Regions from separate parts of the Triticum aestivum genome. Here region 1 is linked to region 2. A link is a contact called in public Hi-C data. All regions are on one chromosome and are shown on one strand. The core of a region is the stretch at or near the end of the contact, and the rest is flanking DNA. Distances in the headings are between cores, read along the strand shown.

What was found. Hi-C and Micro-C count contacts between places; a contact is called where the count stands out from the background.
Region 1: a contact with region 2 is called in a Hi-C map of leaf, with 5 times the contacts expected there. The contact joins the promoter of LOC123103029 here to the promoter of LOC123103028 in region 2. A contact is called at or near these places in 2 of 5 Hi-C or Micro-C datasets (both in leaf).

The regions. Positions count from the first base shown.
Region 1 is chr5A:297,003,297-297,006,213 of IWGSC CS RefSeq v2.1, reverse strand. It overlaps LOC123103029 (two-component response regulator ORR9), which reads right to left and starts at 1,350. Exons shown (of 5, transcript XM_044524517.1): 1 at 1,052-1,350; 2 at 877-968; 3 at 699-782; 4 at 536-606; 5 at 1-31. The coding sequence starts at 1,157. LOC123103030 (DNA-directed RNA polymerases IV and V subunit 5B) reads left to right here. Exons shown (of 4, transcript XM_044524518.1): 4 at 1-130.
Region 2 is chr5A:296,841,918-296,844,617 of IWGSC CS RefSeq v2.1, reverse strand. LOC123103028 (protein AATF) reads left to right here and starts at 1,314. Exons shown (of 12, transcript XM_044524516.1): 1 at 1,314-1,937; 2 at 2,021-2,127; 3 at 2,260-2,332; 4 at 2,404-2,478; 5 at 2,600-2,700. The coding sequence starts at 1,758.

The DNA.
Region 1 (2,917 bases), core at 101-2,600, 160 kb before region 2:
GAAGAACTCATTTGCTCCTTCCTCCAGGCATCTGATTCAGAACAAACAAAACCGTAATTGTCAGAGTTCATTCTAAGATCCTACTATATTTCTTTACAGCTTTATTTATGTCCATATATTTGGGTTTTTACTCCATATGCGCCGATAGAAATAGACAAGTGGCACTGGTGAGTTGTCTGCTACTATAACCCTTTTTATATAGAGATAATCGACTCGAAAGATCGACAACCGTATCATTCCATATCTTTACTATTTATTTGACACTAAATATTTCATGATAGAATATGAGCACGACGTGAGCTGGGTGGGGGTTGTTCCTTTATTAGAAGGCATGTGACCCCAAATCAATAAAGGATTCCAAGAGATCTTGGTGTCTAAATTTAGATCAAGGTCTATCAAACATGTAGTAATAACAGATGAGACTATCTGAATCTTTTCTAACGGTGGTTCAGCTATAAAGTTTCTAAATCAGCACCATCAATAATCAATCTGGTTTCCAAAACAAACAAGATTTTGGGTCCGTAACCGTGCTCACCTGTTGATTCTGGAAGGTATGTTCTCCGATGACATGATCACAACCGGGATGTCCCTGAAAGACGACGACTCCTGATTCAACAAAAGCCAGATGGAGACCATTAGCCACCATGCTCTTCAGGCTTGAGCAGACCAAATCAAACTAAAAAAAAAAGGGCTGGTACCTTGATCTTCTTGAGCAGATCGTACCCTGTCATCCCAGGCATGCAGTAGTCGGTGATGATGAGGTTCACGTTCACCTCGACGTCCTGCTTAGGACCAAACCCAAAATTAATCAATCAGAAACAGTTTCAGAGCACTAGTACTGTGGCTGCGCACATGATAGACCATCTGTCTTCTTACCAGTTGGTCCGCATGGACAGAAGAAATGGAGGCGTCCTCGCCATGGAGCCCCAAGAACTCGAGAGCCTTGGTCCCAGAATCCACGGTGGTAACTGCGGAAACAGAGACTCTGCCTCAGATGCCATGGCATAGCAGGAACACAACTTCGTATGCTGCAAATGAAATTGATTGATACCTTGGAAAGAAGATGTCTTGAGGAGCCTCTCAATGAGCTTCCTGTCGAGGACGCTGTCATCCACGGCCAAGACATGGAACGGAGCCTCCGCGATCGCCACCGCCATCGGAGAAGAAAGAGAGAGCGTGTGTTTTGTGTGATGGAGGAGGATGCTATGAGGAGAAAGCAAGGATGGTAGAGTTAAGGCAGGAGGTGTGTGCGCTTGGCATGAGAGAGAGAGAGAGAGAGAGAGAGAGAGAGAGAGAGAGGGCTTTCCAGGAGCGTGTGGGTGGAGTCGAGTTTATATGCACCGGAAGCACATGAGAAAGGATTCCAGGGAGATATGGGGTGGGGAAAAGGTGGGTGGAGAAAACAAGTGTGATGACCAAAGGAAATCCCGCCTCATGGAAAGCAAGATCCGGGCCAGATTTCCCCCAAATCTTGCCATGAATTGACTCCACCATAGAATAGACCTGGCAGGCCCATCAGCCACAGCAAAGCCATGGTCCACCATTTTCTCTTGTTCCCTTCCCTTTCTTTCTCGTTTCCTGGCCTGTCCTCTTGCTTGCTCGGCTGACCTGAAAGGAAGATTTGGGGTCGCTTCTGGCGATTTGGTAAAGCGGAGAAAAGATGAGGAGATCTTCCACAGGTGTGACCTTGCGGTTTGATGCGCGTCCATCTCATCTGTTGGTTTTTTCCCCTTCCTTTCCCTTCCCTGTATAAAATCTGTTGGTGGTGCATCACTAGTTGGTTCCTACCCGGGACGTCGAGTCTGCAGTACAGACGTGTTACGACCAGCTGCGAGTTATGTGGCTCCACATAATAGTATGCGGTGTTGCCAATCAGTGGCAGTTCACTTGAAAGGGTGTGGGCGATGATGTTTCTTTTTTAACTCTCTGCAGTGAACAAACATAGCAAATCTGACGGCTTGGGGTATCAATTTATGATGTTGCGAGTATGGCAATTTCCTTCGGTAGATTGTGTCTTGAAAGGTTGTGGGCGATGATGTTTTGCTACAAATCTGACGTCGGATTTTCTAGCATGACAAATCCCTGATGTGCTTAGTCTTTTTTGCCAGGACTTGATATGCTTGCTGAAGAAAATTGTCATGCTCACGACAATATAATTTGTCATTCCGAGCATCATATTTGACATGCTTAAAAGTCCACCGTTAGATTTTTAATATTTCCGATAGAAATTAGAGGTCATTACCCCTTAATAAAAAAACGAGTGCCTATTCATCGGGCACCCAGGGAAAAAAACCAGTGTCAACCGTTAGATGACCATCTAACGACCAAGATCGTGCGTGGAACTATTCCTGTTCAACCTTCACATGTAGCCGGTCGCGCTTCTCATTACCCCGCCCTCCCTTAACCCGCGGTGCTGCCTCCACCCCTGGCCATCCCTTAAAGGTCTCGAGCAAAAAAAAATCCGCCAAGCCCGCAACCCTCCCCCTCCCCTCACCCTAAACATAGGGCTAAAATTCAACATCTGCATGTAGTTTGGTTGCCTGCATTAGGCTTCCTGCATCAAGGAAGCAATTTCTACTACGTTTTTTGGTTGCCCGTGTCGCTGTTGTTAGACAAATAGCATGTTGTTTGGTTGCAAACGGCATAAGGTGTGACTTCACACTAGTGGTGACCTTACCACACACACTAGTTGAACAACGTCTTGTTCTAGCTAGGAAACAAATGACAGTTTATCTTAACTATTAACAAATGGCAGTACAAATTATTAAGAGCCATATGGCTGAATAAGAGAAAGTTCATCGATGCTAACTAGGTGGAAGTCCATCCTCTTCTTCTTCTTCTTCTTCTTCTTCTTCTTCTTCTTCGTCTGACCTCTGCTATCCTACGTTGTCTGAGCCCACTCCAATGTTTTGTTCTC
Region 2 (2,700 bases), core at 65-2,564:
AGGTCGCGACAAGTGGCGCACATGCAGCGCGCCACTTGTCGCAACCTGGGAGTTTTCCCTTTTTTCGTAGATCCGTTTATTCAAAACGTTTTATCTCTTAAACCGTGCGTCCAAATCTTGAACTGTTTTCACCTTTGGATTTCTCACGTCGAGATCTTCAAAACTAGATCCCATGTTGATAGGTTTTGATGAACTTTTTTTTCACGAAAAAAATCGGACGAAAAAAACCGGGCGAAAAAACCGAACCGGGAGCATGGTTTTTTTCCTTTCCGAAAGAGGCACGTCCGTGCCTCTCGCGAAATCACAACCGTGCCTCTCGTGGAAGCAAAACCGTGACTCTCGTGGAAGGAAAAAAAACAGAAAACACGTTTTTTTTTCGTTTCCGAGAAGCACGGCCGTGACTCTCGCGAAAGCACAACCATGCCTCTCGCGAAAGCAAAACCGTGACTCCCGCGAAAGAAAAAAAACAGAAAACACGTATTTTTTCCCTTTCTAATAGGCACGGCCGTGACTTTCGCGAAAGCACAACCGTGCCTCTCGCGGAAGCAAAACCGTGACTCTACCGAAAGAAAAAAAAACAGAAAACACGTTTTGTTTTTCCCTTTCTGAGAGGCACGGCCGTGACTCTCGCGAAAGCACAACTGTGCCTCTCGCGGAAGCAAAACCGTGACTCTCGCGAAAGAAAAAAAACAGAAAACGCATTTTTTTCGTTTCCGAAAGGCACGGCCGTGACTCTCGCTAAAGCACAACCGTGCCTCTCGCGGAAGAAAAACCGTGACTTTCACGAAAGGAAAAAACGCGTTTTTTCGCGCAATTTTTTTTTTCGAATTTTTTTTGATCGAAAAGCTAAGAAAGACCGAGGGAAAACCAAAACGTCGAAAAACCCCGGAAAAAAACCGTTTAAAAAGCCGAAAACATGTGTGAAAAATAAAATAAAATCCGAAGAGAGCGTCCCGAGCGCGACACGTGGCAAATGGCTGAGAGCGCGCCAAATGGCGCTGATCGTTGCGAGGTTCCCGAAGGAGCGCTCGTTAACTAGTTGCTCCCGGTTCTTCCTCGCGGAATCAGACAATGCGCTGATGCGCTGGACAGAACGAGAGCCCAGCCCAACTAGCTTTTGGATGTAGATAGGCCCAACCCAACTACATTTTGTACATTCTCCAGGCCCAACACAACTACTCCCTCCGTTCCAAAATAGATGAGTCAACTTTGTACTAATTTTAATATAAATTTGAGTCATCTATTTTGGAACGGAGGGAGTAGCATTTTTTAGATAGGCCTAACTCAACTAGCAATATAGGCCCAACCCGATTAGCAAATTGCTCAAACCCCCAACTTTCCTCACCCCTAGGCGCTGGCGGTGCTGCATTCCCGAACTACCGAAGTCAATCGGCGGCGGCGCGGCGCCTGCACGTCGACGGCTGCCTTCTCAAGCGCGGAGCCTGCACATCGGCGGCTGACTTGACCCGCGTACGCCCCACCTTCCTAGCTTCTCCTGCCCCGCTTCATCCACCCCGCTGCTCGGCTGCGCCGTCCTGCCCCGCGACGCCGGAGAACTCCGGCGGTTGCCTCTCTTGCTCCCGCACGCCGCACCAGCCTAAGCTCTGCCGGCTGACTGAGGTGAGCTGGACAGGGATTACTTGCTTCTTTGGGGTTTTGCGGATACCCTTCCGGAGGCCTGCAACTGAAAGAGAAGCCTCTCCTTCCTCTTCCGTCTCGTCAGGCAAGCTTCCCCTCCTCTTTCCGCCGAGGAGGAGATGGCGCCACTCGCACCCAAGCGCCGCAAGGCAGCACCTTCCCCTTCTCCTCCCCTTTCGGAGGCTTCTTCCGACTCCGGCAGCGACTCCGACCTCAACCTCCACGACAACTCCGACCCAGAGGACGGCTTCTTCCCCGCAGGGAGCGCTGCCAATGACGGCGACCAAGATTTCTCTGACGTAACTCTCCTCCCCCTCTCATTTTCCTTTTGTTCATATACTTGGATTGCTTAGCTACTTTGTGCCTGTCTCTCTTTGGTTAGAGCGACGAGGAGAGCGACCATGAGGAGGAGAGCGACCATGAAGAGGAGGATGATGGTGAGCTGGGGGAGCTCGAGGAGGAGTATCGCACCCTCCAGGCCAATCAACAGTAATGTTCCCTTCCACCCGTCCTCCACATGCCTCACTTTCACACGGTTTACTTTACAATCTGCTTCATGATCTTACTTGCATTTCTTCTCTTCTAGTTCCGCATAAGCACACATTTTTCTTTCACGCGCAGAAGCATTCTTCAGACCTTGAAACAGCACAGGGATGATGATGTCTCGAGAGGCCAGGCAGTCAAAAACCAAAATGTATCCTTCACATTCATTGTACTTAAGCTTTCAAACTATTAACCTTTACATCCAATTTCTGTTTACTGAAGGCGCTATGGGATAAGACCCTGGAAATGAGATTCTTGCTGCAAAAGGCATTTACCACTTCAAACAAGCTTCCCAAGGTCTGTTTCTCTCCCATGGCCGTAACATCCATCTTCATTTATTCATCGTAATTGATTTTACTTCTGAAGAATGCATGATTGTAGGCCACATTCTAATGTATATACTGTTCTGTTCTTGCAGGATCCCACCAAGTCAAGGTTCTGCAGTCACGATAAGGAGATAGAGCAAGCATACGTTGATCTGTTGGACTCGTCGAAACAGACTCTTGGCTCCATGCTTGA